2 separate regions of the Mus musculus genome follow, and region 1 is linked to region 2. The links are chromatin contacts, called in public promoter capture Hi-C maps. All regions are on one chromosome and are shown on one strand. Each heading gives the region's core, a stretch centred on a gene start, on an enhancer-like site or on the middle of the called end of the contact. The rest is flanking DNA. Distances are from core to core; before and after follow the strand shown. Region 1 holds the start of Mafa (v-maf musculoaponeurotic fibrosarcoma oncogene family, protein A (avian)). Region 2 holds the start of Top1mt (DNA topoisomerase 1, mitochondrial).

Evidence for each region. Capture Hi-C pulls out chosen DNA fragments and counts their contacts.
Region 1: a promoter capture Hi-C map of adipose tissue shows a contact between it and region 2. The contact joins the promoter of Mafa here to the promoter of Top1mt in region 2. A contact is called at or near these places in 3 of 39 promoter capture datasets (the 3T3-L1 cell line, macrophages and pre-B cells), 1 of 15 datasets of contacts at CTCF or cohesin (embryonic stem cells), 5 of 484 Hi-C or Micro-C datasets (embryonic stem cells, muscle stem cells and stem cell-derived neural progenitor cells), 2 of 115 datasets of contacts at active chromatin or transcription factors (memory CD8 T cells and pancreatic cancer cells) and 2 of 9 other capture datasets (adipose tissue and liver).

Annotation. Positions count from the first base shown.
Region 1 is chr15:75,747,024-75,749,723 of GRCm38.p6, forward strand. It overlaps Mafa (v-maf musculoaponeurotic fibrosarcoma oncogene family, protein A (avian)), which reads right to left and starts at 1,298. Exons shown (of 1, transcript NM_194350.2): 1 at 1-1,298. The coding sequence starts at 899.
Region 2 is chr15:75,677,273-75,680,062 of GRCm38.p6, forward strand. It overlaps Top1mt (DNA topoisomerase 1, mitochondrial), which reads right to left and starts at 1,528. Exons shown (of 14, transcript NM_028404.3): 1 at 1,381-1,528. The coding sequence starts at 1,484.

The DNA of each region.
Region 1 (2,700 bases), core at 48-2,547, 70 kb after region 2:
TCCACCTGGCTCTGGAGCTGGCACTTCTCGCTCTCCAGAATGTGCCGCTGCTGCACCCGCTTGAAGCGGCACGACTGCGCGTAGCCGCGGTTCTTGAGCGTGCGCCGCTTCTGTTTCAGTCGGATGACCTCCTCCTTGCTGAAGCCGCGGAGCTGCCGGTTCAGCTCCCGCACGGACATGGATACCAGCTGGTCGTCGGAGAAGCGCTCCTCCAAGCGCACGTGGTGGCCTGCGCCGCCTCCGCCGTGACCCGCGCCTCCGCCGTGGTGGCCAGAGCCTCCGTGGTGGTGATGGTGGTGATGGTGATGGTGGGCAGAGTGATGATGGTGGGCAGTGTGGTGTGCGCCGTGGTGGTGGCCGGCACCCATGTCGTCCGCGCCGCCGCCGCCCGCGAAGCTCTGACCCCGGAAGGCCTCATAGGCCGCAGCAGCCGCCGGGTGATGCGCGCCGTGGTGCGCGCCGTGGTGGCCGCTGCCGATGAGCGCCTCCACCGCGTCCTCCGGCGTCAGGTTGAGCGCCTCGGGGTTCAGGTGGTGCTGGTACCCGCTCATCCAGTACAGATCCTCCAGCACCGCTTTTCCTGAGGCGCCCCCGACAGTGCCGGGGCCTCCACTCGGCGGCCCCGGGGCGCCCCCGGCCTGAGCCGCGCTGCCCCCGCCGCCCGCGCCGCCGCCTGTGCCCGGGCTGGGTGCGCAGAAGCTGGGCGAAGAGGGCACCGAGGAGCAGGGCGTGCTGAGGGGCGTCGAGGACAGCGAGCCGGGCGGCAGGCGGTGGCAGAAGCGCTCGGCCTCGGGCGGCTCCTTCTTCACCTCGAACTTCATCAGGTCGAAGTCGTTGACGTACTCGATGGCCAGTGGGCTGCTGGGCAGCTCTGCGCCCATCGCCAGCTCCGCGGCCATCGCCCGGGGCCCCAGCCCCGCCGCCGCGCCCGGCCGCGCCCCGACGGGCGGCGGGGGAGCGTGGGGGGAGCCGCGGGCCTCTCTCCCCCTAGCTCCCCCCCGGGCCGCGGTGGGCTCAGGCTCTGGTCGCGCCGCCGAAGGGCGCAGCAGCAAAAGTTTCCTGCTGTCAACTCTGGGCTGTGCTCAGGGGACGCCGCCGGCCAGGCCTCTCGGGTGGCCCCCCGGCCCGCTACGAGCGGGCGCAGGGCCCCCAATCCTGCCCTCCTCCTCCTTCTGTTCCTCCGCGGTCCTGGCCTGGAGGGTGCAGAGGCCGCGCCCCGGGCTCAGCCGCGCTCCGGGCTCTCCCGCCCGGCCCCGCCCCGCGCCCCACCCGCGCTGCCGGCCGGCCCCGCCTCCCTCGGCCCGGCGCAGAGCCGCACAAGCCTTTATAGAGACGCGCTTCTGGGCCCGCCTCCCCAGGTGGGGGCCGACGCCCCCGGGCCAATCGGAGCCCCAGACCTGCCGCCCTCATTTGCCTATCCCCATGGCAACCCGGAGCCCAGCTGTCAATCTCCTGCGGGAAACAGCTGTGGGAAGGGGTGGGGAAGGGCCGTCGGCAAGAGGAGTGGGCAGGGCCCCCTGGTGGCCGCCGCATGGGACTGCACAGCAGAGGGCGCGAGACCAAGTGGCAGATTCTGAGGTTCCAGGATCGTAAAGCCAGAGAGTGCAGGGAAGCTGAGGAGGCCCTCGTCCAGGGTACTCCTTCGGTGTCTCAGATCCATTAGGTGGTCTAGCTGGCTGTGTCCCGCACCAGGCCCAAGTGGCCTGGAGTCTCCAGAATGGGGACCTCTAACTATCCTGACACCGGTGACTCCCGAGCTGCCCGGGAGCGCCAGCTATTTTTATCCTGTGGTTGGGATGGGTTCAGGAATTCAGTCAACAAAGTTGCTGGCACCTCGGGCGGCGGGATGCACGGTGGAACCGCAGGCCTCTGAGCGTTGTGGTAGGTGGAGTGGGACAGACGCCTGTGGCCACCACGGGGCTAGAGGAGCAGGTCTCGGGTACTCCCTGCGTAGAGAACCCATTTCTCTGAATTGAATTCATGGGGCTGATGGGTCTGGACGCCTGCAGAAATGCCCACAAGGAATCTCAGACCCAGCTGCCCACCAGGGCGGTTTGGAGGAGCCTTGCTGGGTGGGGGCAAGTTGGAGTGACAAGTGGCAAGCAGATTGCCACCGTCACACTTGCTGAATGTCTCTACACACCTAGTAGGAGGCCGCTTCCGAGCAAAAGAAAGCCACAAGGACAACAGGGAGGGTGGGTGACAAGATGTGAGTTCTGTGACACCCTCCCCTCCCCTCCCTCCTCCAGAATTCCAGATCCCAACCGAAGATAGAAAGGGCGTGCATTCACGAACAACAGCTGGATGTGACCCAGAGTGCGGTTTTCTCCTCTCTGTTATCTATAATCTTATATGCCGTTGACTATTAAAAATAATAGACGGGCAATGGTGGTGCAGGCCTTTAGCCCCAGCTCTCCCAAGACAGGAAGATTTCTGGGAGTTCAAGGCCAGCCTGGTCTACAGAGCAAGTCCCAGGACAGCCAAGTCTGCACAGAGAAATCTTGCCTCGAAAAACTAAAAATCAATCAATCAGTCAATCAATCAATCAATCAATCAATCGATTCTTAAATATAAACCATTTGTGCACAAGGTGGAAAAAGTTTGAAAGGGTATTCACAGGATACCTATCCAGGATGTCATGGTGCCAAGGGCTTTGCCTACTCCCTCTACAGGTGCCTGCTATTTCACAGGGGATGCCTG
Region 2 (2,790 bases), core at 278-2,777:
TCACTCTGTAGACCAGGCTGGCCTTGAACTCAGAAATCTGCCTGCCTCTGCCTCCCAGTGCTGGGATTAAAGGCGTGCAGCACCGCTGCCCCGAGACAAATAGTTTTTTAAAGGGCCTTTCTCGCTCTTCCTGCAAAGAAGGGACCAGGTGTGGTGGAGCTACAATGCCTGAAAGTGAGCATAGGTGGGGAGGTCAGGGGACAAGGGACCATGTCCTGAGCCAGTAAACAATTCCAGGTGTGCCCTCAGAAAGTAAGGAGCGGGCCGGGCTTCATAAACAGAGCAGCTCTTGCAAAGTAGCCAGAACTTGGATGCCTGAGGGGTGTGAGGGGTGAGAGGTGTCCCATGAACCATGCAGGAGGGAAAAAGAGAAAAGTGGTGGCCAAAGGTTCCCAGAGATAGGGGTTTAAATCCCATTCCGCTTCTCATGTGGGTCTAGGTGGGGAACAGTTCGGTGGCTGCATGCAGAAGTGCTTCGTGACACGACTCAGGCAGCTTTCCTCCAACATTCAGCCCAATTCGATGTCATAAAATGTGGACAAGCACCTCAGAACCTACACTGAGCGGCAAGCTCATTACCCAAACTGCTAGGCGAAGTCTACGGCCATCCCCATTTCACAGACAAGGACACTGAGATTGGGGCTATAAACAACTACTGTGGCGTGGCGTGGCGTGGGTGACATTCCTTTGTCCCACTGGAGAAGAGTATCAAGGAAGTTACCCCGATGTCCTGCTGTGAAGCCCTGTGTCTTCTCCTAGAGGCCACAACTCAGCCCCATTTGGAGAGTCAGGACAGCCCTGTCTTTCCCCTGGAATTTCTAGAGCCTAAGAGCTTAGCTGCCCCAGTCCGGGGCTGAGCTATCAAAAGCAGGTCAGCAGGTCAGCTGTAATGGCTGGCCCTGGAAGGGCTGTCTTCGCTGTGAACCCACCCACCACTCGGGCGATTAGACCAGGACATCCCCGCTCCCCAAGTGCTGTGAGCAACAATCCCACAACCCAGAGCTGGGCGCTTCCGGGAACCTCAGTACACGAGGGAAAGGTTGAAAAATCAGAATCTCACATATAATCTCAGCCTGGACAGCCATCCCAACCCCTAGGAAGTCCCTCGGGGCAGGCTGGTGACGTAAGGTAGGTATTGAAAGCTAAGGCCACGTGACAAAGAGTGTAAGAATCGTGGAGTGGGCCTGAGACCAATCAGGGAATCTGGGAACCACACTCCAAAGGGACCTCCTCCAAACCAAACGCGGCAGCCTGGAGGCCCAGACCCAATTACATGGGTGACCGATTTTTCCCAATGTGTCCGGTGTGGCCCGGCACAGGAGCAGGATTAGGCAAGTCACTGAGCCCTGTCTCGCCTGAGCTCCGTCCCACCCGCCTTACCCGGCTCTGTTCGCCTTCGCGACCCGGGACACCTGACAGGAAGGGACGCGGCAGGGGACATGCTGGAAACGCCGGCACAGGGCTCTGAGCCACAGCAGCAGCATGCGTGTGCGTGCATGCGTGGGCTCTGCCCGCTTTCCGAGGCCACGCCCTTCTGACAGAGCTCCGCCCCCACACGTCCAGGAGTCCCGCCCTGCCCGCCCACCTTGGGAAGGCGTCCCCAGCCAGGGCCGAGCATTGCCCCTCTCCCAGCGCTTCTACCTGCCATGGCAACCTGAGGAAGTCATGAGTAGACACACTTGGTCAGAGGGCCCTATCTACCCATCTAAGTGGCAAAACACCGAGTACCCACACCTCCAGGAGGACGCAGTTGCAGACACCAGCTGCCCTGCTCAAAGCAACTTCCTCTAGGCGACTGACCAACAGCACTGGAAGTCCTGCAAAAACTGCTGTTGCCTAGGCTCGCCGCCAAGAGACCAGGGCCATAAGCCATAGGCTCCCCCCTTCAACACATTCAGATCTGAAGACATGTGTACCAAGATCTCAAGACATTTGTACCAAGCAACAAAAATCTCCTAATCCGCGGACAGCTGCTCCCCGAGCCAGCAGCAGGCAGCCTTGGTATTTCCACTGAAACAGCACACAGGCCTGCAAGAAAGTGGTGAACAGGAAAGGTAAAAAATGAGACGGAGACCAGCAAGAAAGAGCTAGCCTATCCTGTAGGTCCCGCCCACGGTTACCAACTCACTGGATTCCTACTGACATCTAGCGGCCCGAGGCAGGAACAGAGCCGGGGAGAGGCTAGTGGGCCCCCTGCTGGACACGGCCAGTACTACAAAAAGTTTGCTGAGTATGATCAACAGACCAGCAAGACTTTGGGCATTCCAGGTCTGTAGCTGGCTGTCCAGGACCCTTGTACCCTTGAAGACCAGCTGGAGTTGTGACAGTTGGGGAGCATGGCCTCACAGCGTTCATATCCTCATAGCAGGTAAAAGGAGCCCTGTTTGCAACTGAGACCAGGCTTGAGGAAGAATTTCAGGTAGATGATGATGAATGCTGGAGCTGACAGTCAGACCTCCTGAGCCCAAAGTCCGTCATAAGGCTGTTCTGTGACAGCAGTGTCCACTCACACGTCGTAGCCGCCAACAGAGAGCTGGAGGGTGGGGAGGGCTTCATTGTGTAGAAGCCACAATTCAGGATAAGCAGGGGCATTTGACTTCAATACAAACTCAATGCAACCATCTCATTACGAGTAACATACAAGCGTTTTCACGTCGCTTTCCTCAACTTGATGGGCTACAATGGCCTGTGTCTGCCTGTGGGAGTCCACCATCTGCTCTTTACTAGACAAGTTTAATTTCTCTGAATCTCAGCCTCCTCCAGCACCTCCTCCAGAAAGTCTGATAAGAG